5 separate regions of the Mus musculus genome follow, and all the other regions are linked to region 4. A link is a contact called in public promoter capture Hi-C data. All regions are on one chromosome and are shown on one strand. The core of a region is the stretch at or near the end of the contact, and the rest is flanking DNA. Distances in the headings are between cores, read along the strand shown. Region 1 holds the start of Ptpra (protein tyrosine phosphatase, receptor type, A). Region 2 holds the start of Fahd2a (fumarylacetoacetate hydrolase domain containing 2A). Region 3 holds the start of Bub1 (BUB1, mitotic checkpoint serine/threonine kinase). Region 4 holds the start of Ckap2l (cytoskeleton associated protein 2-like). Region 5 holds the start of Dusp2 (dual specificity phosphatase 2).

Region 1 (5,451 bases), core at 2,438-4,937, 1.2 Mb after region 4:
CTGGAGACTGAAGTAGGGGATCAAGGGCTTGAAGCTAGGGACTGGAGAAATGGCTCAGCAGTTAAGAGCACTTGTTCATCAGTCATGATGGGTTCAGATTCCTGCACCCACATCCTGAACCTCAGAAACCTGTTAACTTAGGCTGCAGGACCCTCTTCTGGTCTACAAGGGTGTTCTCATGTACATATACACATTGTTCCTCCTACACACACACACACAAATCTTAAAAAGAGTTTGGCCAAGCATAGTGGCACATACCTCTAATCCCAGCTTTCAGGAGGCAGGGTAGGCAGATCTCCGAATTCTGAGTTCCAGGCTAGCCAAGGGCTTCATAGTGAGATCCTGTCTCAAAACAAAACAAACAAACAAACAAAAACAGAAATGAGAGAAAGAGGCCTTCAAATCCAGCCTGGGAAAGACCCTGTCTCAGTAACACAAAGAACAAATTACAGACATCAGGATAATTCTCCCCTAAATATTAGAAAATGCATTTCATAATACTTAACTGTCTTAACTGGCCTAGTTAAAGTTTCTATTGCTGTGATAAAACGCCATGACTAAAAGCAACTTGGGGAGGAGAGGATTGATTTAACTTGTTCTTCCACATCGCTGTTTATCACTAAAGAAAGTCAGGGCAAGAACCTAGAGGCAGGAGTTGATGCAGAGATTATAGATGGTGCTACTTACTGGCTTGCTCATAATGGCTTGCTTGGCCTGCTTTCTTATAAAATTCAGGACCACCAGTGCAGGGATGGCACCACCCACAATGGGCTGTGCTCTTCACTATCACAAGTTAAGAAAATGTTCTACAGCTAGGTCTTAGGATGGCATTTTCTCAATTGAGGTTCTCTCCTTTCAGAAGAGTCTAGTTTGTGTCAAGTTGACATTAAATTAGCCAGCATATAAACTATAGAGTTATTTGCAGCTATTTTCCTTGTGTGTGTGTGTAAAATGAAATAATGAAATACACTGAACTTTTTGTTGCTGTTTTCTTAGAAATATTTTTCATACACTATATTTTGATCATGTTTCCCCTCCCCCCAACTCCTTCCATATCCTCCCAACCTTCTACCCATTCAACTTCATGTTTCTTTCTCTCCCTTCGTTGGGGGGAGGGGGTAGAAGCAAAAAACGGAAAATCGAAACTTTAAAAAAATCAGTAAAGCACACACATACAAACAAACAAAAGTGGAGTGTGATTGATTATACCCAGTGACACTTTAATTAAAAGAACTAATTTTCCCTTTCCCAGCACTAGTCAATTGCAAATAGCTTCTTTGTTGGAAATAAGACTTTGTATCTACTTACTCATTTCAGGAAATTTATAGATATTAAAGGGCACATTTACTGAGTTTTCACAAGTTTTCACTTATAAATATTCATATCTAAAAATTAGGATTGGGTTCTTGGGGGCTAACTAAAACAGAATACTTGCTAAATTTGTATGAGCCCCCAAGGTCTTCATCCCTGCAAAATAAAAGTCAAAAGCAGAGCTGTTGTTGTTTCAAGTTCTTACTTGCACAACTAAAATTAGTATAAAATATCTTCCTCCTTGAGAATTGTACAAGCAGGCCTGTGTCAGTGGTCTGGGATTGGATCAAGTCCTATCTAAGGGTTTGGGTTAGGATTTAAGCTTGGGGCCAAGTATGGAAGAGCTTCTAGATTAAGTTACCCATGGTGGCCATAGAGTAGATGAGGTCAGAGAGCCTGCCTGGTCTTAGTTACAGAACTTCAGCAAATGACCCTCAGAAGATGGGCAGTAAGTAGCCTGGGAAGGTGCTTGGTTTTCATTTATTTCAATTTTCGTATTTCTTGGCTTCATTTTCACCTTGGCACTTTAGTGAACATTCTTGTTAGTCTATTACCCATGTCCACCCCAGAATGTTTGCTCCTGAGAGTTGACATCTCTGACTTACTCTGAGAGGTGTCCAGTGCATGATCTGCATTCAGGACATAGAGAACAACTCATTGCTTCATTTACTAGACAGAAAGGTAGGCAGGGAGGGGAAGTGACTTGGACTTTTGAGGGGAAATGGGGCTCCTTTAATCCTATCCTTCAGCCCTGCTATTCCAGTTCTTACCTGCAGGCACCAATGCAGCAGAGAACAGGGAGCTCCCACTTATCTTTCTCTTGGTTCCTTTTTTTCTATTTTATTTTTCTTCCAAGATGGCTCTTGATTGTGCTAATGGGGTAGGGAGCTCTGAAAAGGACCAGGAGTCATAGGTTAACTGTAAATAAGAAAAATTTCAAAAAAATTAAAAAAACAAAAAACCCCAAAACAAAACAAACAAACAAACAAACAAACAAAAAACCGAAAGAAAGAAAAAGAAAGAAAAGAAAAAAAGTTTGCTGGTAGGGTTTGCTCTAAAGCCAAGAGGCTGCTTTCTTAGCCAAGAACCAGTATTTTTCAGATTTGTTTTGTTCTGTGTTGGTCTTGTTTTGTAAAGTATTGTGTTCTAGTGAAAGACCCAACTTTTCATTTGGTCACTTTTCAATTTGCTGTGTATTTGCATCCCTGATAGACTTTGTACTTTCTAGGAAATGGGCTTCTGGAACTTGTAGGAGGAGCGGACCTCATTGGCAGGAGTCTGACATTTAGGAGACAGGATAGAGGTCTTGTAGACTGTCACTGAGATGGCCCTGAGGAGGGAGATCAAGAGTCACAAATCTTAACTCAAGGAGAGGTTTTTACTACCCAGAGGGAGGAAGTTTAAAGAAGGCCCGCTTCAACGCACATTTGCAGGTCCTGGCTCTGGTCTGCGCACACTTACTTATTCAACAAATAAAGGAAGGGTGTTTGCATAGAGTTCTAACTTGGCGCCCTAGGTCTAGCAGCATCCAAAGTGCTCTAAACTGAGGACTGCTACCTTCCGAAAAAATCGACTTATGGTTCCTAGAAGCTAGATGCACAAAGAACGCTGTTCGCTTCCCTGGTCTCTCTCAGCGCTTTCAATCTTCTCCTGACCACTATGCATGTATCAAGAAGTATCTCCCCGCTCGCTGCGGAGCACCGTGTGCTGTGCTTCCATCCAGCTCTAGAGAATCAGGCCCAGCTTGCACATCTGGAAAGCAAGAGAGATTTCCCTAGGGTTCGGGTGGGGATGATGTGGGCTGGTTTATTTAAGATGACATACTCAGAGCTAGACCGGTCCTAGGTACTAGGCAAATTCTTCTCGCAATTACATCCTTTAAGTGCCTTACAACTAACTCTCTCTCTCTCTCTCTCTCTCTCTCGTGTGTGTGTGTGTGTGTGTGTGTGTGTGACAGAGAGAGAGAGAGAGAGAGAGAGAGAGAGAGAGAGCGAGAGCGCGAGAGAGGCAGAGGCAGAGGCAGAGGCGCGGGGTGTGTTAGAGAGAGGATCACATTTGGAGAAGGATGGAGATGGCTTTCGAGTGCCTGAGTTCACCAGTTGGTGTGGCTTGTGCCTGGTGTCAGTTTCCTCATCTGTAAACAAGGAAAAAAGCCCATGCCCGGGGGCCTAGGACCGTGACTAGGTGGGAGACGTGTGCCAGGGGAGGATAGGGAGCGTCCTGTCCTGTTACCCGGAGACCCCCAGTGCGCCCGGGGAACTCCGCGGCGCAGCGGGGCGCGCAGGGGTGGGGCTCACGGAGGCGGAGACGCCCGCCCGGCGTCAGCGAACCAGCGCCCGCCTCTCAACGGCCAATGACGAAGCGCCTTACAGCCCAGGCCGCGACGGGAGAGAGGCTGCGGCGAGTGAGGCGCTGACAGGGACTCGCGGGGGCATCTTGCACAGACCCCTGGACCACGCCGCCATCGCAGCCTCCAGCCCAGTCCTCTCTCTGCCGCTTCTCCTCGCCATGGAGGCGAGGCCGCCGCCGCCGCCGCGGGGCTTCGAGCAGCGGACCGGGCGGCGGCCCTGAGGGGAGCGGCGGGCCGAGACGCCGCCGCGGTCCTGAGGCGGAGCTGCCGTGCGCGTCCCCCGCGGTCCCGCCCAGCGCCGGGCTCGGTAAGCGTTCGCGCCTGCCGCCGTCGGGAGGGCTCGGGGAGGTGGGGTGGCTCGGCCGCGCGTGGGAGCGGTCCCTGGATCCTATCCTGGAGGAGCGCCTCTGGCTTGTGCATCCTGGCACCGTGGACAGGGGGAGGGGGTCCCGGAAACGTGCGGGACACAGACAGGCTGGAACTTTGCGGACGTCCTCCTCCGGCCCGGGCCAGGGCGCTGCCGTAGTTCATTCTGAAAGAAAAAAACTTTGAGCAGCGAAAATGGGATTTGCTCAGGTCCATTTAATGGGAGGAGATAGGTGGCACACGCAGTGACCATCCCACCTCCCACCTTCCCCTTAAGACCCCTTCCTGGTCCTACTCCCAGGCCCCTCTCTGCCGCCCATTCCCAACTGTTGTGTATGCTTAAGAAGGAAAATATGGACTTAAGCTACCCAGAATTCAAAAGCAGCCACTTGGGAACGCACATCTCCTGTGTTTACTTTCAGTAATTCTTAAAAATTGCCACGGGGGGGGGGGGTTGAGCCCCTAATATTTCCTAAAAATAACAACTACAGAGGCAGAGATGATCCTGTCTATTAGAGGGTTTTGTTGTTGATAGTGATGATATTTGTAGGACAAGCAAAAAAATGTTCCAAACCCTCTTGGACAGAGTGTGATGTCGGCCGAAGCCCTTGGCTAGGATAGGGAATTTCTGTTGAAAACCAGCCTCATGTCCCCGGCTATGGCACCACTTGTTACCTGCTAACTCTTGAAGCAGCCAGAGAACCAAAAGATGGTGGATGAGGAAAGACTGGGACAGGATGAACATCTTTCTGTCTGGATACTCCTTTCGAAAACGTAGATCAGACGCTGTCATTTGTGTGCTTAAAAACTCCTTCACTTTCCTTCCTCTGTGAATGAGATGGAGGAAAACCCAGATGCCTTACCGTTCCCTACAAGGCTCTTGGCAGTCCTTCCTGAACTTAATCTTTGATGGTTACCTCAGTCCTCTCATTCTCCTTTCTCTTCCACGCTGTGTTTAGCCATTCGGAGCGGCTCGGCCACCCCCTCATATGTGGGAGGGTTTTGCTTTCAGGGTCCCCCTTCTCACCCTTCCTTGCCTGGTTCCGGGCCTTCCTTGTTTGAGAAGCTTCTTGCGGACCGGCTTCTTCTGGGTCCTGTTTAAGACTTCCCTGATAGAATTCGTCCTAGTTATCTTGAAGCCCCTCAACCACCTCCCAAGAGAAATGTTTCCTAGTGTTTCCTGGCAGCCTGCTTGGAGTGTGGGTTGCCCATACCGGGACTTGCAGACTCTGATTCTCTATGTCTACACGGCTGTCACACCTGGGAGAAACTGGCAGGCTTCCCAAAATCTTACCTGCTTCTCAGCATCTGCCTGACTATCCCTGAAAAGCCAACAACTCCTCAGTTACCTTTCTCCTCTCTCTGCCCCAGTGGCCCCATGGTCAGATCCAGGAGACTTTTGACTAGGTACCTTTTAACCACTG
Region 2 (5,431 bases), core at 2,243-4,742, 1.9 Mb before region 4:
GGACTCAAGAGAGCCACATGCCTTTGCCTCCTGAGTATGGGGATTAACAGCATCCTCCTCCTTATGGCTGCTATTCTACACTGTCAACACATACTGGCTTCCTAATAACAGGAAAGGAAGTGGTTTCTAACTTTTAAGAAAATGACCATTTGGGGTCACAGTGCTCTGGGTCACTGTGCTGTCAAACATTTCTATTTCTGCCACTCTGCTGAGTGAAAACGCCTTCTTAAATGGCTTCTAAACTACTGCTTGACCCTTTAGACGGATTATTCCATGACTGGCTGCAGGGTCACTCCCAGTTAATGTAGCACAAACTTGAGGAATCTCTTTAATAGTCTAAACCACACCTACATCTTCCCAAGAGGGTTCTTTAGGGCCTTGTGCCAGGCTCCTCCAGTGGGAGGGACTTAGCCTCTTGACAGCCAATATAATGAGGTAAGGTCCTGACTACACAATCAAATAAATTAATCACCTCCTCTGAACCTCAGTTTCCCTCTCTTTAAATTGAAAGTGTTGTTTTATAAGGTCGTATACACCTCTAATTCAGTCCCAGCATTCAAGGGGTTAAGGCAGAAAGCTCTCCAGTTCAAAGCCCGCCTGGGCTACAGAGCAAGACCCTGTCTCAAAAATGCAAAGATTTATATTTCTATTAGCTCTTTACTAAAAGGACAAATGAAAGACAGACAGTGGGATCCCCTGCTCCTTTGCAGGGGAGCTAGCTACCTTCTGGTTCTGATTCTCGGGGCAGGAGAAGGGGATGGGAGGAGGGAGGAACTAGGGCAAGACTGCCTGCTTACTTACCTTCTTGCCACTGAAAGGGTGGTCTCTCCTTGCTCCAGGAACTGCACCATTGTCTTAGGGAGTGTTGAGTCAAAAGCATTTAAGTCTACAACTCCCCCACCAACCCCTGACTCCAGACCCAGGTGAGGCTCTTCCAGGTGAGGTGCCTGGAACTGTACCAGTCTCATGTTTCTGGAGGGTTGACAGGGCCTCTTCTGAACCTGCAGCAGAGCTGAGAACAGCCTCCTCCTCCCAAAGCCCAGCATCAAAGCCTAAAAGGAGAGAAGCAGCCACAGGAGACAGAGGACTATAGAACTGTCATGAAGATCCCTTCATGAAGGAAAGAAGCAGCCACAGGAGACAGAAGACTATAAACCGTCATGAAGATCCCTTCGCTCCTTTGCCCCAGCAAGCAGTCCCAGCATGCCACTTGGGAAGTGCTCGCACAGGTCATTTCACCCTGTCATACTTCAAAAAGCCAGAGTACAGATGACTAGGCCAGGCTTTAAGCTAGCTCCGGGGATCCCAGCCTTGCCTCAACCAGTGTTTCCTGAAAGTTCCCACCACTGCAGGCAAGTGGGAAACACAGCAGGCTAACTCGGACCTGCCGTCTTGCATGTGGGGTAACAGATATGAGCGACTGATGTACACAGGCCTCAGATGTTGAGATGATGTTATGAAGATGGCCAGGCCGCTACCTCTAGCTTTTAGAGGATGTCCCCCTTCACTGGGGAAGGCTAAGGTGTGCAGGACTAGGACTCAGCCCCAAGTTAGGCAAATGGCTATTGCTAGAAATGGCTTCCCAGCTACCTCATGCAACTTTTAAAAATACTTGGTCCTGTTGCCTTTTGAGTTAAACACTTTCTTCTGCTCACATGCTCAAGCTAGAACCCCAGCCAGCTTGGCTTAGGAGCTACCCTCCATCACCTCTAGTAGGTACCAGTTTCTGCTGCTGGTGAACAGGGAGACTCAGGGCACCAAGAGCCCAGATACTTGGCTTCACACATTGCTTAGCTATCTCCCTGGGTTCAGTAGCAATGTCTGTCTCTTTAACTACTGAGCCTACACTGTTGCTGCTGTGTATGGAACACAGGCTTGCACTGCCTCTGTCCACTGAACAGATGGAAGGTGCAAGGGACTTGACTTTTCACTTCTTGGAAAAGCCTAGTGATGATCAACTTTGGGACGTGGCCCATGTCTTCCTTCTTCAGATCCAGACCTCTTGGATACCATTGAAAAGGTTCAGGGCCTGCTATGAGTTCCAGGCTCCACCCAAAGTTAAGCTTCATTATCGTGCTGCCTTTGTTTTTAATGGTACAGGTGCCGGCCTGGAAGGCACATGCTAGCTTGAGCTATTCCCCAGATAATCTGCACTCTATATCCTCACTCATTCCCTTTCTTTGTCTTAATCTAGGTCTGGTCTTCATTCCCTGTCAGAGTCCTCTCCCTTCTGGATAGCTTTCTTTTAAAACCAGTGTGGGGCTAGGAAGACAGCATGGCTGGTAAAATGTTTCCACTGAAAGCCTGAAGATCAGTTAAATCCCCAGAACCCACATAAAAAAGTTTGTACACAGTGGTCTATGCTTGTAATCCCAGTGCCGGATAGGTGGAGACAGGTAGATTCCTGGGGCTTGCTAGCCAGCCAGTCTAGCCTAATTGTTGAGTTTCAGGCCAATGAAAAACTCTGTCTCAAAGACTAAAGTACGCGTACGCGCACACGCACACGCACACACACACACACACACACACACACACGTCTTTATACTAAAAATGAGAGAGACTGCTAGACGTAGCTCCGTCAGTTCAGGGCTCTTGGTCCTCACCTGGTTGAGCCAACCTACCCTGTTCAGGATCACCAGAGTGCCAGCTTGCAAGTCTGGCCAGAAAACCAAAGGCTTTCCATCTCCTGCTCTGTCGTTTTACACAAGTACCGCCATGCCACAGTCCAAAGGCTGGTCCAGCATATGTGACCAGTCACACCATACACTAAAACAGTACTGTCCCAGGGAAAGCCAAGTGTCTCACTTGTGAGGTCTACTATAATTCTCTTGACGGTGGCTTGGCAGGTGCTGCTGGTCCAGTTTTACAGATGAACAAGCCAAGGCTTGGATAGGGTAAGAGGGGTTTGGTTTGCCTAAGGTTCAAGGGTCTTACAGCTAAAAGAAAATTGGCATTTGAATCCATGTCTAGATGACATTGAAGTTCTTAATTCAAAAGCAAGATACTTCTCAAGCAAGATAATCTAGTTTCAATCCTGCCTACTCCTCTCAGGTCCTAACTGCTACCAGCCCATGGTCATGGCCGTGGAGGTAAGGCAGAACACCTGCTCTCTGATAACTCTAAGCCCCGCTGATGATGAATCTGTGACGGGCGCTCACAGGTTATTTCATTCTCTCGAATCACTATGACTCGCAGCACAAAGGTCCCTTAGCAAACAGCACAGCAATGGGCAGCTTGAGGCGCTGCGCCGTGCGTGTGACCCTGCTGATCTGGGAACCGAGGTCAGCCACTCGGCTCCCAACGTCCGGTTCAACTCCCTCTGAGTTGGCCTAGCCTCAGTTTACCTGGTCGTTGCAGCCGGACTTGTCCGGCTTCCTGCGCTGTCAGCGGACGCCTGCGGAGCCGCAGGACAAGAGGGGAGGGCGGAGAAGCCACAGCCAGTACCGCTGCAAGCACTTAACTCTTCTCCAAGGAATATAGGGACCGCCCCTTCGCAGTCGCGATATGGTGACGTCACGAAGCTGTCGCCACCAGGAGGACACCTGCTTCCTCCCGGAAGTCCGCCCTCCTGCTGTTAGGTACTTCTTTTAGCCACAGAACTTCCAGCAGGTGCCTAGTGTGTGCATTTGGGGAGACCGTGGCTGGCTCCAGGGTGACCCTGGGATACCCAGGCTCGGAGAGAGCGCATCCGACCTTTGAGCTTCTAATTCTGGCCAGGCGCTGCTTCTGGGCCAGGCACCTACTCATAGTTGTCCAGGAAGCACTCTGGTAGACAGTAACAAGTAGTTTTGTGCTCTAATGTTGACCCACCAAGGACAGGGATGTCTATATGTGTTGTATTCGTGGAGAAAACATAAAGGCTAGGAGTGATTTTGCCCATGATGGCTCCTGAGCCAGTAAGGGCTCGTCCAACCACTTATTTAGTTGTCTTGGCAGGTATGAAGCGATTCTGAAGGCAAAAGACACTTGTGTCCTTCCTTCAGCTACTGGGCTTTCCCCCATGAATCTTGTGTGCTGGGGGAAAGAAAAGACTGAAGCTTGTGTGTGCCAGCTAGAGGAGGAGTTTTGTCACCCAGTAAGCTATATCACAGATTTGGCAACTGGTCAGACTATCTTGTGGGATAGACTGGAACTGAGATAATGGTGGATCAATAACCGGCAAGACCACACCTTGACCAAGACTGCTTAGTTATGTACACCACTTGCTTTCTATTTGAGAATCTGAACCTCATGTCGGGACTCCAAAGATGGACTTTGGGGAGTCACTGAACCTTTTCCCCTTTCCTTTCTTGTCTTTTCTCTTTTCTTTCCAGTGTGACCACATTGGCAAAGTCGTAGCCAGCTTTTCACCATTTTTTCTTTAATGCACACAGTGAAGACAGATGGTGGCCTGTCTACTTTTTAGGCTTGTCAGGGCTCACCAACTTCACCTACTTGTAGCAGCACCCTGTTCTTCACGAACCTTATTTTAGGGGGAAAAGGGTGTGTGTGGGGTGATGGGCAAGTCCAGGCAGCAGGCATTCGGGTGGAAACATCCTCTACAACCACACCCCGAGTCCTCTGGCCTATGAAAATGTAAAGGGGACTCTGAGAAGGAGCCTCCTAAGTGAATCAAGGTCCAGACAGAGCATCCGAGGCTTCCATTGCCCCAGGAAGAAGCACAGGCTTTTATTAGATTCCTCTTATTTTTTCCCAGTGAGGCTTTTTTTTTTTTTTTTTTTTTTTTTTTTTTTTTTTTGGTTTTGGTTTTTTGAGACAGGGTTTCTCTGTGTAGCCCTGGCTGTCCTGGAACTCACTCTGTAGACCAGGCTGGCCTCGAACTCAGAAATCCGCCTGCCTCTGCCTCCTGAGTGCTGGGATTAAAGGCATGCACCACCACACCTGACTTCTTTTTTCTTTTAACACCAATGTTTTCAATCCTAGAAAAAGACCAGGGCTTTCCTTCCTGTGTGATTTTGTTTTTCTTCTTCATAGTTCATGATGTCAGCTGAGGTTGACAGCACAATGAAACCAAACCGATGTGACAGGAGCAGGCGATTTTGCTATGCTCTAGGTCTTGGAGCTGCACATCAAACCTGGGACTCATCACTCCATGGTTGCTTAGCCTGCTTGTGGGGTTGACAACATTCTTCCTAGCTCTGATATCAACGATTACAAATTCTCAGGTAAAATCAGGCTTCATCCTCACAGTTAGAAACTGGACAATAACTTCAGAGCATGCCAATAAGGGACTGACATCTGCTTCTTTCTTCAGTGTTGTTGATTGTCTTGAGAGTTCAGCCAGGACATTCATGTGTACTGTTGATGGTGGCATGGACGGCTGGCAGAAAGAGAGGAGGTGGGCTGGAGAGATGGCTCAGTGGTTGAGAGCACCTGCTGCTCTTTCAGAAGACCTGGTTTGAGTTTCAGGACCTACATGGTGCCTCACAAC
Region 3 (5,912 bases), core at 2,348-4,847, 1.5 Mb before region 4:
AAAGAAAAAAGTAGAACATAAAAACCAAACTGTAACCAAATAAACGTATGCAAAAAACCGTGGAGTACATTATTTGTTGGTCAACTATTCCCAAACATGAGACCTACCCTGGAGTGGTTGATAAACCCAGTGTCATTCCATCTGAGAAAACAGATTTTCCCTCTCCTGGTAGGTATAAATGACAGTTCAGTTGTTAACTTTTACCCTAGTAGCTAGGTTTTCATTTGTTCATTTATCCATTTTTTTAAATATAACAAAATGAAATATAATAAGGTAAAACAAAAATGATCACATCAAAATTGAATAAGACAAACCAAAAGAAGGAAAAGAGCCCAAAGAGAAGACACAAGAGTCTGAGACCTACTTGTTTGAACACTCAGGAATCCCATAGAAACACTAAACTGGAATCCATAATATAAACACAGACTCCTATCCTCTTAAAGTCTGAGACTACCTCCTCCTCCTCCTTCTTCTTCTTTTTTTTTTTTGAGACAGGGTTTCTCTGTGTAGCCCTGGCTGTCCTGGAACTCACTTTGTAGACCAGGCTGGCCTCGAACTCAGAAATCCACTTGCCTCTGCCTCCCAAGTACTGGGATTAAAGGAGTACGACACCACCTCCAGGCTGCCTCCTTCTTTTAGTACTATGTCTGCCTGCCTCTCTCTCCCAAGTGAGCCACAACTGTCCCCAACCACATTTCTTATCTAACAATTCATTTAACTTTTAGTTCCTATCATGTTAGAACATTTAGACATATGAAATAAAGATGGGTTTAAAATTAAATCATTGATTCTTCAGTATTTCAGAAGCCAATGCTCTAAAATATATACTTCTGACTATATAACTTCTAAAACATTCATGAGTCAAAATAAGAAATTTATATTAAAAAAGGCAGTCTAAAATGATCTTAACAAGGGAGGAGTCCAAAAGCCAGCCAATTGTTGGGCACCCCTTTAATCCCAACACTTGGAGGTAGAGGTAGGTGGATCTCTTTGAGTTCCAGTCCAGCCTGGTCTACACAGTGAGTTCCAGGATAGCCAGGGCTACAACCCCCACCCCCTTCCAAAAAACCAAAACAAAACCAAAAACAACAACAGCAAAAAAAAAAAAAAAAAAAAAAGGGGAAAGGACCAGAAGTAAAACATTATATTTAGTTATCTACCTGAAATTATACTTACAAATTTTAAGCAATAATTGATGAATCTTGAATCATTGTGGTAGTTCTTCTTATGTAAAAATTCCTTCATTAAATGTTCTAATAATGTCATCAAGTATTCTTTATTGTCAGGAAAATTCTCTTCTACCCACTTTATAAAGCTAGAAAAAAATACGGATATTAGTTTTCCACGGATATTAGTTTTCCACAGGGTAAAATATGGTTCCTTTGTTTAAAGGAAAACAAACAAACATGCACTAACCTTTCCCATTCTCCAAGTGGGTCATTACCCGTGTAGCTTTGCATATGGGCTTCAAACATGCTAGAATAGAGAAGTACACACATGAAAGAAAGAATAATTCCTAGATGACAAAGATATATTTGATTCTACATTATGTTATCTATGTACTAGAGAATGGAAATCTTGACTTCAACAACCCAAATATCACATAAAAGAGCAATCATTCAGAAGTGTTCAAAAAGTCAGAAACAGTATTTGCTTCATAGTCTATCTAGATTAGTTGATCTCCAACGTCATTGTCTTATTTCTCAAGAGCACAGCTAAGTTAGAGGGTTAGACTAAGATCCAAAGAATGCCTCTCCTTTTGGTGTGATAGCCCCAGTAATTCAATTCGGAGTTTCCAGAGACTGTTGGCTTGAGTCCAAATCTAACATTGTCCCAAAGGAAGAGCCCATGATGACAATGCTCCCAGAGGACTTTGCTTCCCTTACTTCCATAGTACCTAACCACAGCTTAAGAAGTCAGGCAAACAAATCAGGGCCCAATGACCTCAGATGCTAGTGGGATAAACAAACACAAACATAAAAATAGTACCATGTTTCGTTAACTATTAAATAGAAAAGGGGGGCAAACTAAAGGAGTAAGAGTGGGCATATGTTATACTTAAGGACTTGTTAGCTAGCTACCACAGGCATGTTAGGGAAATCATACAGGCTGACAGAACTTGAGCAGAAAGAGTCAAATAAAGTGTGAAGAGAAGAGGTGGCAAGCTCTATCTGCATTTTAAATGTCTTCTTTGTTCCTTCACAAAAAGGAGCAGGGCTGGAACCATAAACAGTAATGAGTTCAGAAGTTACAGCAAGTAAGGGTGAGAATAGTATGTGTACAACTTTGGAGAGAGGATACATGGCAATTAACTGTATTCTCAGTATGCATCAAGTTGAGAAACAACCATAGGTTTTTAAACTGAGAAATGATAAGATTAGGAGAAAAAGAATTTAAAAGTAGTATTTTGGTAGATGACCAGAAAACTATATCTCAAAATATATTTCACTGGCAAACTGAAATGATCATTCAGAGAAACTGCAATGGTTTTCTCATAATTTAGTAGAGATTTTAGCAATTTATTTTTAAGTCAACGATTCTCACTTTTTCACTTTGGATTCATTTTGGATTCTTTTTAGCATGTTTGAAATGTCAGCACTACTTCTGTGTTTAGAAGTTCTTATTTAGCAAAATAAGAAATACAAATATTTGTCCAAGATAAACAAACATTGAATAGCCCCACACCAACCACACCTCCTGGGAAAATGGCTTAAACATCAAATCATTAAAATAAATTAGTCTTTAAAAATCAAAATACCTAGCTTCTATTTTAGAACGGGGAGGGGAAATCCTTAGTCGATCTGATCAAAAATTAAATTGCTTAACGCCAACAGATTTTGGATATCTTACTCTTAGAATACCTAAAGAACTGATGAAAATAAAATTGTATTTCTTGTAACATCCGATTTAACAGTTTTAAATGGCTTAACATCACAGGCTGAGTAAGTCACCTAAGCGCCCGCCCCCAGACCCCAAAACAAAAACAAATAACCAATCAGTGCCTGCAGGAAGCCTCAAATGACTTAATAGCAAGCATTCCCCCCCCCCCATAAAGTTCAGCTTTAATTTTTTTCTTACGTATCAGGCAATCGAGAAATAATAAATTCTTTCCTTAGTTGGGTGGCATTTTTATCAGACTTTGAAATTTTCTCCAAAAATCTCCACCACCACACAAGTTTGGGTTTTGAAGGCGGGGCGTCCCTCGCGTCTAGAGGAAGTTCCCCATGGAGAAGATACGTGACTTCAGAAGGTTCCGCAGACTGCCCAAATCCTCGGCACAAAACGGTAGCCGGCTGCAGCTTGCACGTCTACTCGAGTGACCCGGGGGCTACCGCCTTGGCTGAGGCCTGGTGCAGCGAACCCGCTGAGGAAGCGGCGCTGAGGAGAAAGCGCGCCTGAGGGACCCGGACTCTAACCGTCCCGACCGGCCCACCTCACCGCACCTGACCGACACTTACCGAAAGACATTTTCTAGGTTGTCCATGACGAGAAAAAACGCGCAGCGGCGAAATACCCCACCAGCCGCCGACCAAACTCCCCATCAGCCCCTAACCCCGAGTCTCGAAGGCCGCCGGCGATTCGAATTCCCCGCGCAGCCGCACTTGTGATGTCGAACGTGGGCAGCGCGCCTGACTATTGGTCTCCGCTGCGGGAGAGCTGGCCAATCGCTGCGGCCGTTGCTGGGAGACAAAGTCCCGCCTCCGTCCCCGCCCCCTCCGTCCCTAGCCCGCAGTTCTTTTCATTTGCCTTTTAGTGAGTCCTATGCTAGGTGCTGACTGAGCTAAGGTTTGTTTCCATTCTAGTGAGACACTAGCCATGTTTTGGCATAGAGTTATTATTATTACTTTTTAAAAAACGGTATAAATGGCAACTGGCTTACAGTATTACACTACCAGGCCGAACGTGACGATTCTGTGACTGAAACCCCTTTGAGTCCTCTTGGGTCTTGAGAGTCACTCACGAATTTTTGTCCTCTTTGCTTAACAGAAATGGCATAGCTGGTGAGCTGGCTCGGTGAATAAAAGCATCCACAAGGTGGAAGGAAAGAAAACCAACTTCCTCAAGTTGTCCTCTGATCTCCACATGCATGCCGTGGCACATACTCATATAACAAATGAGGAAACCACAATCATTATGTCTGGTTCACGAATGAAGACAAATAGCCATGTATATGTGTGTGTGTGTGTGTGTGTGTGTGTGTGTGTGTGTGTCCATCCAGAGTTTTATGGGATCCCATGCCTTTGGCCTCTGCCACACTTGGTTCACATAAAGGCACACCCACACGTATTTGTAAAATATTCATAGTAATTTTAAAGAGTCCGGAAGTCCAAGAATAAATATTTAACATGTTCATGTGCCCTGAGAGTGAGTTGAGAAATAATCTAGTCTTCCCTGCTTCTTGAGTTTTAATAACTTCCCACTTTGCCTCTCTAGGGTCACTTGACCAAAGCAAGTAGAACATAAAAGACTCATGCGATTACTACCTTCCTGTTTCTAAAGGTCCTGGGAGTTTTTCAGCTCCTTCAAGTTGATAAAAAAGATATTGCAGCTTCTGGACAGATAGACATTTTCTAACCTAGAGAAAAGAATTATGAGTGATTTCCCATTTGATTTCCTAGAATCATCTAACTAGAGGAACATTCCTGACATGTCTTTATAGCTGCACACGAAAATATTGTCTGTGGCCATGATATTGGCAGAATTGGTAAACACCACTAGAGGGAGTTCCAGGTTCTTGCATTCCTCGTAGATAGTAGCAAGCAAAGTAGATTAAGAATACACTTCCAATGTTTGGCTGCTAACATCTGCCTCTATTTGTAAGGCTCTGGCAAGGCCTCTCAGGAGACAGACATATCAGGCTCCTTTCAGCATGCACTTCTTGGCATCCACAATAGTATCTGGGTTTGATAATTGTATATGGGATAAATTCCCAGGTGGGACAGTCTCTGGGTGGCCTTTCCTTTAGGCTCTGCTCTACACTTTATCTCCATATTTGCTCCTATGAGTATTTTGTTCTCCAAGAAGGACCGAAGCACCCACTCTTTGGTCTTCCTTCTTGAGCTTCATGTGGTCTGTGAATTGAATCCTGGTTATTTTAGGGCTTGTATCCACTTATCAGTGAGTGCATACCATGTGTTTTCTTTTGCGGTTGGGTTACCTCACTCAGCATGATATTTTCTAGTTCTATCCATTTGCCTTAGAACTTCATAAATTCATCGGTTTTTGTTGTTGTTGTTGTTTGTTTGTTTGTTGTTTTTTTCGAGACAAGGTTTCTCTGTTAGTCTTGGCTGTCCTGGAACTCACTCTGTAGACCAGGCTGACCTCGAACTCAGAGATCTGCCTGCCTCTTCCTCCCAAGTGCTGGGATTAAAGGCGTGCACCACCACGCCTGGCAAATTCATCATTTTTAATAGTTGAGTAGTACTCCATTGTGTAAATGTATCACATTTTCTGTATCCATTCCTCTGTTGAGGGACATCTGGATTCTTTCCAGCTTCTGGCTATTATAAATAAGGCTGCTATGAACATAGTGGAGCGTGTGTCCTTATTTCATGTTGGAGCATCTTTGGGTATATGCCCAGGAGTAGGATAGCTGGGTCCTCAGGTAATAGCTGGGTACATAATGGCAGCATTCGTTAATAATGCCCTCAAGTCAGTCCTGTAGTGTGTAGCTCAGTTATCTGAGCCCTGGATAGGGTGTTCAGGAGGCTACTGAGAGGCATGTGCCCTTGGGCAAGTCATTAAACATTGTTGGTTATTCATTTGTAGAAGCAGCTTAAAGGAAACCTGAGCACAAATGCCCAAGATTATGCTGTAACTCACCATAAGCCACTGCATGTGGAATGCCCTATAAATGCTTTGCTGAGGAGGAGGTGAGTCTGTTGCTCTTCCCAGGGCCAGGTGCAGTGTGC
Region 4 (5,274 bases), core at 1,597-4,096:
AAAAATTAAATATAGATATAAATGAAAAATAAAACTGCATTCATACTGAATATGTAGATTTTCTTCCTTATTCTCTAAGCCAGACTACTTCCATGGCATTTACATTGTAGTGGGAACCATAAGTAGCTTAGAGATGATTTCAAGTTTATAAAAGGATATGCATATGCTGACAGGAGCCTGATGTAGCTGCCAGAGCCTGACATATACAGAGGTGGATGCTCACAGCCAACCACTGAACTGATCATGGGGTCCTCAATGGAGGAGTTAGAGAAAGGATTGAAGGAGTTGAGGGGGTTTACAACTCCATAGGAAGAACAATAATATCAACCAACCAGAGCTCCCAGGGTCTAAACCACCAACCAGGGAGTCCACATGGAGGGTCCCATGGCTCCAGCCGTATATGTGGCATCAACGGGAGGAGAGGACCTTGGTCCCGTAAAGGCTTGATGTCCCAGTGTAGGGGAATGAGAAGGTGGGGAGCTAGGAGTGGGTGGGTGAGTGGGGGGCACACCCTCATAGAAGCAGGAGAAGGAGAGATGGGATAGGGCATTTCTGGAGGGGGGGGTGAAGAAAGGGGATAACATTTGAAATGTAAATAAATAAAATATCCAATAATAATAATAATAATAAGGATATGTATGCATAGGTTACACGTAAACACTATTGTATTTCATGGAACATCTGGGGATTCTGATACCTACGAGGACGTAATCTGAAGTTGAAGTCTAGCTAGTGAAACAAAAGGAGAGATAGAACAGAGCTCAGTTTAGAAGGATTCCATCTCCATGGACCAGATCCCAAGTCTAACAGAGACTTGGACGAGAGAAGGCGTGAGGGGGCAGGCACGTCTCTAGCTTAGTAAGTCCTGTATCTTTACGCATTAGGAGTGACGGACAGGCCTGGGGAATGTAGGTCAGTGGCAGAGTGCTTGTTGTCTAGCATGTGACAGGCCCTGAGTTCCACTCACAGGACAGGGGAGGGTAGGAAGAGGGGAAGGAAGAAGAGGAGTGAGAAGAAAAGGAGACACAGAGAGGGAGGGAGGAGAGAGACATTATGGGTATGTTGAGAAAACAATTTTGGTTCATTTAATCCAGGAAGTAGAGGTGAGAAAAACCCAAGGTAAAATGACCTGGGCTAGGAAGATCTCCGGCATCCACATTAAATCAGGCACGGTGAGTATCCCTCTAACCCTAGGCACTAGGGGACAGGGATGAGTGGATCATGGGAGAGAGAGTGCTGGCCAGCCTGCTTAACCTAAGCAGTGAGCTTCGGGTTCAGTGAGCAATCCGGTCTTATGGGAATAAGGTGGACAGCGTTAGAGCAAGACACCCAAAATCCCCCTCTGGCATACACACACCAACCGAGCTACTCAAGTGGGAGGCAAATACACCCTGCTAAGCAAGAGAGAGAAATAACAGGGCAAAGATGGTACAGTGCTGAGAAAAGCAAAGGATGTTCTGTCCACCTCAAATACATGCCCAGGGAACACCAAAGGACAAGTTGGGAGGACGCTGGCATGCCACTGTTGTGGACTGACCATAACCAACTCTCCTGTCTTCGTAAGCACACACCATAGAAATGCCCTCCAGTTTCTTGATCAAAATCTGCGCTGCTGGGAACCAACTTTCCCAGGAGAAAGAAGGAACCAGAAGAGCTTCCAGAGATGTGGGTAACAGTGTAGTGTAGAGCCTTCCTTCCTTTGGAGACTGTTAGGAAAAAAAATGCTTAAATTTCTGCCAATAGACAGCACTGCCTAGGGGTTGCTGGTTTTTTGTTTTGTTTTGTTTTTTAAGTCATGCCTGAAATCAAGGACTGAAATGCTCCTTTTGTTATTACAGGATTCACCATGATGCAAGTCAAACAGACTGGAAACAGAAGGGCTGGTCCGTTCATTGCTGTTAGCAACCGGGGCAACAAAGCCAGTGTAACTATGGGAAGGTAAACTCACTTGGCGTTGGGGTCCTTTAGCTTTCCCTTGGCTGCCAGGTACTCCTGGAGCTTCTGCCACCGTTCTTCTGTAAAACATGGACACGAGCAAACACCAAAAACATTACAGAAAACCCTTTATATCTTTAAATATGATACTTCCCTGTAGCTATTTTGGCTTTGATAAAGTCACCAGTCCTGTTATGCTTGCTTTCAATACCAACGGTATCAGCCTGGTGCCAAGCTCTTTACTAAGCTGTTTACACTAACCATCAATCCTATGAGGTATTTGGCTGTTTGAAACTCAGATGAAGTGACAGGCTTAAATTTACCCACTAATGTGCAGCAAAGCCAGGATTTGGAATCAAGACTTTTTTTTTTAACCCTTGAGTTACAAATTGTGTGCCTAGGACGGTGCGCAGAACCGCAGGCCCATAAGTGAGGACAGAGTGTGCATCTCAAAGGTGACACGGGGGAGGGGCATACTGGAGAGGTAGAAAGGGCTCCAGGTCCCTCGGAGGCCAGGGTTCACAGCATCCTTAAGCCTCAGCCCACAGTTTATCAATCAACCTCCAGACAGCGCACATTTTATCAGTGAACCTGCAGAGACTCGGACTGGGGCCGAACCTGCCACCTGACTGCTGTCAAAGTTCTGGCCATAACTAGCAATGCAGGGGTGTCCCCCTGCGGCAACGGAGCGCGCCGCTCCTCGCCGTGGCCCGGGTCCAGCGTCCTTAACCTAACTGAGCTCGGGGGAGACTGAAGCAGGCGGGGGAGGCCTGGCAGCTTCTGGAGGCTGCCGACCACACTTACCCGCGGCTGCGCTGGCAGTGGGGCCGGGCCCCACCATGGCTCTACGGCGACAGTTTCTTCCTTCAAAGGGCGCGCCTTGTTCTAGTACGAGAACCGGGCGCCCGTCTGGACGCTCCTATTGGCTTCCGCGACTTTGAAATTCGCCAATAAAAAGACGGAGAGGGCGGGATAACAGGAAATGGACATTCGGCGATTCCCACTGGGGACCTCCCCTGAGGCTCTGCGATTGGAGAGTTTCTGAGAAGGCCCGCCCTATGGCTAGGTCACTTCCGCAGCGGTGCCTCTGAGGTGGGAGCTGGTGGGTGATGCTGGCTGGCGGAGGAGTGGCTCTAATTGTAGCCAAATTTGGGTTAAGGACGGTTGTGACAGTTGAAGAAACGGGGAGAAACAAGCCGGAGCCTAAGTCTCTGTGCTATCAGTTAGGCTGGCTTTGGCTGCAAATAATAGCATGCCAAACGAAAATGGTCCGTATCAGTTATTGTTCTCATTCTTGTAGCCGAATACCGGACAGAAACAACATAACTCCGTGTAGTCCCTGAGCAGCTCGCGGGAGCTGTCAAAATGGCGCAATCTGTCAAAAGTGTCTCAAGGGAAGGGCATCCTAAGACACAGGAGCTCAGGAGCCACACAGCTCTGAGGTGGGACAGTGTCCCCTTGGAAAGGCACCCTGAGACTCGGAAACCCAGAAACCACAGAGCTCTGAGGGTCAGAAGGTATTCCTGTGGAAGGACACCCTGAGACATCAGAGCCGGGGAACCACACAGCTTTGAGAGGAAGCCTCGTCAGCTGAGGCAGTGCAGTTCCCAGGGGAGGGTATCTCCAGCTCAGCCCAGGAGCTCAGGAGCCTCTGCCCCGCTCCACTTCTTTGTTTCTTCCCTTCCTCTGTCAATTGCTTCTTGGCTTCTTCCAACGCGAAAGTCATATGAGGCAGCAAATCTCGTAAAAGATATTTATTGGAGAAGGATGTTATGGTGGGAAGAGAAAAGGGCAAGGGGTTAGAAGAGTTTTTAAAAGAATAACAAAGATTTCCTAATAGAAAATGTAAAGAACAGAATTATATAAATTTAAGAATGGAAATAAAACATGGAAACATAATAGTTTATTTAAACAGAAAAACATCTACAAGGTAAAGTTAAAATGCTAACAAAGGCCTGCTAGAAAGAAAAAAAAAATCATGAAGGAAAGAGAAGGAAAAGGTTATCACTGGCATACCTAAACATTATCAGGTGAGTGAAGGAGAATAAAAAAAAAATCACAAAAGTTTTTGCTTTTGTTTTTGTTTTTTAATATGATAAAAAGCGCTGAGATGGCTGGGGTAAGGAGCATGCAGTGCTCTGGCAGGCCACCAGAGTTGGTTCCCAGCACCCATATTACATAACACATCTGCCTGTAACTCTAGCTCCATAGGGTCTGACATCCCGACATCCACTTGTGTGACAAGACTTTCCCTGAGGAGATGTAACACATGGCTACTTACTGCAGACAGACAAAAGCTTGGATACCACCAAAGCTCAACACGTCTTATCGGGGCTATGTACAAGAATTTGGGTGAAGGGTTACTGCACATTTCAGGTGTTCAATTATTGTTTCTGTGAATTTCCAACCCCACTTTCTAAAATAGAGTCTATTACTCCTGATTCTGACTTTCTTTTTCATTAGGTCACAGGAAAGCAGCTTCTAACCTGCTGTATTGTCTCTAAAACCACTACTTGGTTTTGGTGGTACATTATATGGTGAGTTTGTATGGACATCTACATCGGCATACACATGTACTGAATATGGATTGTATCCTTTAACTGAGCCTGGAAATATTATAATTTTCAGTGCTATCTATCTGTGAATACTGGCAGCTAGCAAAAAAAAAAAAAAAGAAAGAAAAGCTATGGAACCTGAATTTTTTTTAAATGCATTTTTTGGGGAAAACAACAAAATGTAGCAAAATATAGTAAGATAAAACAGAAATCATCATATATAAGTTGGACAAGCTATGCCAACAGAAAAATGAAAGAGCTCCAAGAGTAGGCAGAAGAATCAGAGACTTACTCATTTCCATTCAGGAGTCCCATCAGAGCATAAACTGAAAGCTAGAGTGTGTGTACAGAAACCTGGGCAGACCTGTGTAGGCCCTGCGGCTGCTGCTTCAGGCTTCAGGCTCTGTGAACGCATATGGGTTTTGCTCAGTTATTTTAGAAGGCCTTGTTCTCACATCCCTTCTGTCTCCCCGACTCCTGTCTCCATTTCCACAGGGTTCCCTGACCTCTGAGGGGAGGGATTTGATGGTGACATCTCCTTTAGAGCTGTGTGGAATCCTGGTTTTGTAAGGTGATGCTAACTTTAGTGAATTACGTGAGTGCTGACCAGTTGTCCCTAACTTTTAGGCAGTGAAGTAATAAAGACAACAAATAACAAAAACCCCTTCACTGCATCACAACAAAACATAACAACAACAAAACCCAAACCATCCCATTGCAAAACCCAAACAGAAAAGATAACAAATAAATACATCAGCTCAAACCTGTTTTATTTAATTATGAT
Region 5 (5,700 bases), core at 2,166-4,665, 2.0 Mb before region 4:
CAGGTATTTCTGGGATGAGGTCAGCTCCTTGAAGGCATGCGTCACTAGGGGTTTACTGCTAGATCCCCACCCCCAAAGCAGGACTGGCACTCAAGTTCTCAGGACTGAGTCACTGAATGAGTGCAGGGGTGAGGGACCTGAGCATTGGTGACGAGGAGGAAGAGTGGAGGTCACGGGGCCCCAAAGCTAGCCAGCCACAAGTGGACAGAGTCGGATCATTGAAAGGGATTTGAAAAGCGTAGAACTTCCTTACTGTGTGCTTTGGAGTTCTTCAGTGCCCTATTCAGAATGCTGCCTCTGCACATCAGAGGACCACATGGGCACAAGAGGGACCCAGAGCTCAGGTGGCCGGCCCCTCTTACCCACATTCAGCATGAGGGAGGATCCAGGGGAGCCTCCTTGGTAGAGCTGCCTACATCTCTCTGCCCCTGCCCCCGTAAACTAATCTGACAGACATGTCGGACATGCCAGTCCCTTCTACCACATCCCCGTCTACAGTCTGACCAGCATGATCTCTGGGTCTTCCTGAGTCACCTTCCCCAGCAGGAGATTGAATGGCCATGTGACCTTCTGGCAAGACTGTGATGGCAGCTGAGCTCAGGGCCTGGGGTTCAGGTCTTCGCCCGACAGGAGCCTATGGGGGTGGCTGCAGCATAGCATCCTGGTGGGAGGCCTGGCACCGGAAAGCCGACGTCACTCCTGACTCACTCACTCTTCAGGCAGGGCTGGGGGTGGGTGGCCTGTCACTCATCTCCACGGTCACTCTCACCTTTATGACTCTCCTGGCTCAGGCCTCTCTGCCCAGTCACTCACATCTCCTTTCCACCCGGGCCATCCACTTGAGGCTGGCCTTGGACTGGGGAGGAAGGGAAAGAGGGTCAGGGTAGAGCCTGGAGCATCTGACTGTGGAAGGGAAATCCATGGGGCAAGCAGACTGAGCAGACAAACCAGAATCCCAAAGGCAGAAGGCCAGTGACGTCTAAGCAGCCATCCAAATAAATGGTTACAGAAAAGAACAACACAGGGAATCATCACTTCTTCCAAATGAGTCCCACACGGTCTTAATTAAAGAAAGAAAAATAAATAAAACCTGAGCCTCAAACTCACTTGTTAGGTCTGTTCTGTAACAGCCAGGCCATGAACAACCTTAAACAGAAACCAACCGTGTGGTCACTTACTGTCTAGTGAAGAGGCACTTGGCAGCCTGTGCCAGCAGCCATCCTGGCTGGGGCCCCATCTCATGTTATCCCCAGCCGATGTCCAGAGTCCTATCTCCTCTTGGCAGGCTTCCAGCGAATGGTTCTGGACAAACAGGGTCCTGAGGAGGTAGCAAGGGGTGGCAGACAACCTACAGATGACTCATTGGTGGCGGCATTGGGGGGTGGGGATCTTCAGTCAGAACAGGAGCTGGGGAGGGATGTGGGCTCTTCTACCCCAGCCTTGGACTTTCATCAGGTGTTGAAGGTGGGGGTTTCCCCCTGATTTGGGACTCCAGCAGAAGATGAAGGCAAGCTCCTCTTTTATGGTTCAGTTTGGCTTCTTTGAGTTCATCTGTGTTTGTCAGAGCTGAAAAGGGTACCACGCCAAGGACAGTGGCTTTGGGGTGTATGTGTGACAGATCCGCATTGGCTCATATGCAAAGACTGAGGCACCCAGCAGACTCTGAGGGACACACTCTCACCCTGCCAGGGGGCCCAGCAGCTCAGTTCAGCACTGGAGTCAGGGGCTGGAGTTTCCCACAAAGCTAAGTTGATTTCACTCCTGCTGCAGGGACCTCAGCTAGCAGGGCCTCCCCTCTTCTCCACAGCTGGAAGGCTGTGGCTCCAGGCATGGCAGGTGACTCTGTTCAGCAAGACTAGACATGATGGTCCCCCTCCATGCTCTGTAATTTGTCCCTGGAATCAGCCATTAAGTCATCTGTGAGGCTGATGCCAAGGATAAGAGCCCCCTATCAGCTTCAGGGATCTATGGTCCAGACTCCCTGGCTGGGCTGCCAGTTGTGCTGTATCAGCCTCCAGACAGGCTTGGTGGGAAGGGACCCAGGCTGTGGCCCTGGAACCAACTTGCATGACCGTGCCACTGAGACACAAGTCCATGACTCCTGGTCCAGGAGTCCTCGTAGCTCTCCCTGGCATTCTGTATCCCCCACAAGCCCCAAGTTCCCCAAATCAAGAGGAAAGGCATAATATTTTGCTCGAGCACCTATATACCTACCATACCTTATGTTAGGGGTCCCCACAGGTTCTAGCCACAGGCCTCCAAGAAACAAAGGATCTGCAGGGATGCTGGAAGGGTCTTAGTAAAGGCAGAGGATTGGCTCAGGGCAATAAAGATTTGGGAGGCTGGGTTCTGAACACTGTCCCCACCCGCCTGCTTCAGTTCAGCCACCTACCAACTTTCTCGCCCCCAACGCAGGAGTGTCCCGGGGGGCCCACGTGCAGCTGGGCCTCACCACATCCGGGAGGGGGGGGCGGGCAGGCACTTGAGTGGGGGAGCACAGAATGGCTGTGAGTTACCCAGTTTTTCATTCTTACAGTTTGGTGTGGGACCAGGGCCTGTCCCAGAGGGGTTTGTAGCTCCTAAGGGGTCGGAAGGGAACAGGTTCTGTGAATAGTCCTTCTTCCCCTGAAATTCCCGCCAGGCCTGGCTATGCCCTGGGAGAGCCCAGCATCGTCAACAGAGTTCCTCTTTAGCCCTGGCCTGTGGCATGGGAACTACTTCTTTTTAGGCTCTTGGGGGTTTCCCTGGGCCCCTGGGGAAAGAAACTGTCCCAGTCATAAGAGGAAACTCGTCACAGGCCCCTGCGCCCCTTCCCCATTAAAGCCCCTCCCACCCCACCCCACCCCCGCCCCTGCCCCAGGGCTTTGGCTTTCCAGGACTCCTCCACCTGGGCCTGGGCCTGACATGGGAGAATAGGACAATTTCCTGACGGTTGGTGTCTTTCCTAATAGTGTATCATTATGGGTAGCAACAGGTAATTTGTCCATTTTTGCTATCGAAATTCCTAGAATGAAAACCCTGGGAGAAAATGGGAAAAGTGAGGAAGCTGAAGACCTGAGTAACTCAAAGGCTCGGTGCAGCTGAGAGCTGAGTTCCTAAGCACTTAGTGGCTTGAAGCCTGGCAAAGAGTGGGGAGCACTGGGGCATATACACTGGAGAGACGTGGGTGGGGCCTCTAGACTCCAGGCCGACACTTGTCACGGTCTGGTTCCCAGTTTCTTCCCCCGCGTGTCCCTCCCCCTGATGCCCCGCCCCACCCACCCCCTGTCCGCTCAGGGAGCCCCGGGGGCGGCCCAGCCAGAGTCCCACGTGAAGCCGCGGGGGCGGGCACCGGCGCCTTCCTGCTCTACCCTTGTATGGTGACCCGAGGGGCCAGCCCTCGAGTATTTAAGCCCGGGCTCGACGAAGAGCCCCCAGAACCGTCAGCTCCCGCCACACAGACACCGCGCCGCCGGAGCCGAGGGAGAGGACATCCGGAAGCAGGAGGCTTTGCGATGCCGATCGCCATGGGGCTGGAGACGGCGTGCGAGCTAGAGTGCGCGGCGCTGGGCGCGCTGCTGCGGGAGCCGCGGGAGGCCGAGCGCACGCTGCTGCTCGACTGCCGCCCGTTCCTGGCCTTCTGCCGGAGCCACGTGCGCGCCGCGCGACCGGTGCCCTGGAACGCGCTGCTGCGGCGGCGTGCGCGCGGCACCCCCGCCGCTGCCCTCGCCTGTCTGTTGCCCGACCGCGCACTCCGGGCGCGCCTGGGCCGCGGGGAGCTGGCCCGTGCCGTGGTGCTGGATGAAAGCAGCGCGTCTGTGGCCGAGCTCCCGCCGGACGGCCCCGCTCACCTGCTGCTAGCCGCACTGCAGCACGAGATGCGCGGGGGACCCACGACCGTGTGCTTCTTGCGAGGTGAGCCCGCGCCCCGCGCCCTGCGCCCTTCGCCCCTTCTCCCATGTTCCGCGCCCCGCGCTCTTAGCCCCTTGTCCCACGTTCCGTGCCCCGTTCCCGACCTCTTGGCTAATCATACCCTTTCTTGTCTTTCCCACAGGCGGTTTCAAAAGCTTCCAGACGTACTGTCCGGATCTGTGCTCTGAAGCTCCTGCCCAGGCCCTGCCTCCTGCTGGGGCCGAAAATAGCAACTCTGACCCGAGGGTTCCGATCTATGACCAGGTGAGTTGATATTCGAATTTGTTGTCTTCATTGTGCATTCTAGAGGGATGCCTCTGGAGAACGCCAGTGGGGAAAGACAGGGGTGTGTTCCAATATACATTCCCAGATGTGGAGAGTGTTTGTGTGACCTGCAAATGGTGTGAACGTGTATATATCCTCATACAGACTTTAAGGCATATGTGGCACAAAGTGTCTGAACATATGTCCCCTTGTGGCCTCAAGACTTTTAATTCTGTCCTTGGTCAGAAGGCCTAGAGCTTCTCTTGTTTCTAGCCAATCCAAGATGTCTGGATCAAGCCCTCCAGCACAAGGCTGAGTGAGGTCTCACCACCGTCCCCTTCCTCCTCCAGGGTGGTCCTGTGGAAATCTTGCCCTACCTGTACTTGGGCAGCTGCAACCACTCCTCAGATCTTCAGGGCCTGCAGGCCTGCGGCATCACAGCAGTTCTCAATGTCTCTGCCAGCTGCCCCAACCACTTTGAGGGTCTTTTCCATTACAAGAGCATTCCAGTAGAAGATAACCAGATGGTGGAGATAAGTGCCTGGTTCCAGGAGGCTATCAGCTTCATAGGTAGGGGAGCCTCAGCCCAGGGTTCTGTGGGAACTGTAGGGGAGAAGGTACAGGCACCTGATTCCTCTGTCCACCTTCCTGTCTGACTCTCGGCTCCACATTTCTTTTTCAGACTCGGTGAAGAATAGTGGGGGCCGGGTGCTGGTGCACTGCCAAGCTGGCATCTCTCGCTCAGCCACCATCTGCCTGGCATACCTGATTCAGAGCCACCGGGTACGGCTGGACGAGGCCTTTGACTTTGTTAAGCAACGTCGGGGAGTCATCTCCCCCAACTTCAGTTTCATGGGGCAGCTGCTACAGCTGGAGACCCAGGTGCTGTGTCACTGAGGCAAAGCCCAGCCTGGCCCCACCCACAGCTCTGGCTTTGACTGACTCCTGGGGGAAGCTGCTGTGGCCCAGCTCCTCCCTCCTCATCTTGCCGTCCCACTGGGGTGCTAGGAAATCCAGGATGACGGCTGCTCTGATATGGTGCTCTTCTGAGGTGGCATAAGGGCTGGCCCTTATTTGCTCTCCCTCCTTCGACTTGCAGAAATTAATTTAATTAATTAATTTACTATATTAAAGCCCTTGGTCACCCAAGGGCTCAGAAAACAAGCTGTGACAAGCAGAAACCATGTCTAGGGGTGTGCAGCCCTTGACCCAAAGCTTAAGCCTTGTGCTCCCAGGGGAGCCAGGAAGTGACGTGTGTGTCATGTTACGGACATCTGACTTTTGTGTGTGTGTGTGTGGGCATCTCGCTGTAATTGGTGCTGAAAAGTTATTTGTGTTCAACTGACATTTAACGCTCTCTCCCCAACTTCCTCCCGGCCCTGTGGGCCAGGGAGGGGCGTTGGAAACAGCACTTTATATTTATATAGAACATTGAGGTTGTGTCAATAAAAACAGTGTTTTGTTTAAAAAAGAGCAGTACCACATTGTCTGGTCTCAAGTCTGTGCCTGCGATGGCTGAGTGGTCTGCCTTGGCCTGGGCTGGCC

The links. Promoter capture Hi-C pulls out the DNA fragments that hold promoters and counts their contacts.
Region 1: a promoter capture Hi-C map of erythroid cells shows a contact between it and region 4, with 6 times the contacts expected there. The contact joins the promoter of Ptpra here to the promoter of Ckap2l in region 4. A contact is called at or near these places in 2 of 39 promoter capture datasets (erythroid cells and liver) and 1 of 115 datasets of contacts at active chromatin or transcription factors (astrocytes).
Region 2: a promoter capture Hi-C map of liver shows a contact between it and region 4, with 2.3 times the contacts expected there. The contact joins the promoter of Fahd2a here to the promoter of Ckap2l in region 4.
Region 3: a contact with region 4 is called in a promoter capture Hi-C map of embryonic stem cells, with 2.6 times the contacts expected there. The contact joins the promoter of Bub1 here to the promoter of Ckap2l in region 4. A contact is called at or near these places in 2 of 39 promoter capture datasets (embryonic stem cells and hippocampal neurons) and 1 of 115 datasets of contacts at active chromatin or transcription factors (embryonic stem cells).
Region 5: a promoter capture Hi-C map of liver shows a contact between it and region 4, with 3 times the contacts expected there. The contact joins the promoter of Dusp2 here to the promoter of Ckap2l in region 4. A contact is called at or near these places in 2 of 39 promoter capture datasets (liver and pre-B cells).

The regions. Positions count from the first base shown.
Region 1 is chr2:130,446,591-130,452,041 of GRCm38.p6, forward strand. Ptpra (protein tyrosine phosphatase, receptor type, A) reads left to right here and starts at 3,688. Exons shown (of 21, transcript NM_001163688.1): 1 at 3,688-3,968. Gm52562 (predicted gene, 52562) reads right to left here and starts at 4,980. Exons shown (of 3, transcript NR_165481.1): 1 at 4,945-4,980; 2 at 4,703-4,854; 3 at 1,195-4,193.
Region 2 is chr2:127,441,073-127,446,503 of GRCm38.p6, forward strand. Fahd2a (fumarylacetoacetate hydrolase domain containing 2A) reads right to left here and starts at 3,493. Exons shown (of 8, transcript NM_029629.2): 1 at 3,345-3,493; 2 at 802-1,052. The coding sequence starts at 1,046.
Region 3 is chr2:127,828,262-127,834,173 of GRCm38.p6, forward strand. It overlaps Bub1 (BUB1, mitotic checkpoint serine/threonine kinase), which reads right to left and starts at 3,598. Exons shown (of 25, transcript NM_009772.2): 1 at 3,459-3,598; 2 at 1,417-1,476; 3 at 1,177-1,315. The coding sequence starts at 3,484.
Region 4 is chr2:129,294,366-129,299,639 of GRCm38.p6, forward strand. It overlaps Ckap2l (cytoskeleton associated protein 2-like), which reads right to left and starts at 2,847. Exons shown (of 9, transcript NM_181589.3): 1 at 2,740-2,847; 2 at 1,949-2,015. The coding sequence starts at 2,776. It overlaps Gm14023 (predicted gene 14023), which reads left to right and starts at 3,005. Exons shown (of 5, transcript NR_040371.1): 1 at 3,005-3,037; 2 at 4,399-4,472. It overlaps Il1a (interleukin 1 alpha), which reads right to left. Exons shown (of 7, transcript NM_010554.4): 7 at 5,245-5,274.
Region 5 is chr2:127,332,744-127,338,443 of GRCm38.p6, forward strand. It overlaps Dusp2 (dual specificity phosphatase 2), which reads left to right and starts at 3,416. Exons shown (of 4, transcript NM_010090.2): 1 at 3,416-3,894; 2 at 4,034-4,155; 3 at 4,506-4,725; 4 at 4,838-5,634. The coding sequence starts at 3,495. The coding sequence ends at 5,052. It overlaps Gm46762 (a long non-coding RNA gene), which reads right to left and starts at 2,808. Exons shown (of 3, transcript XR_003953899.1): 1 at 1,179-2,808.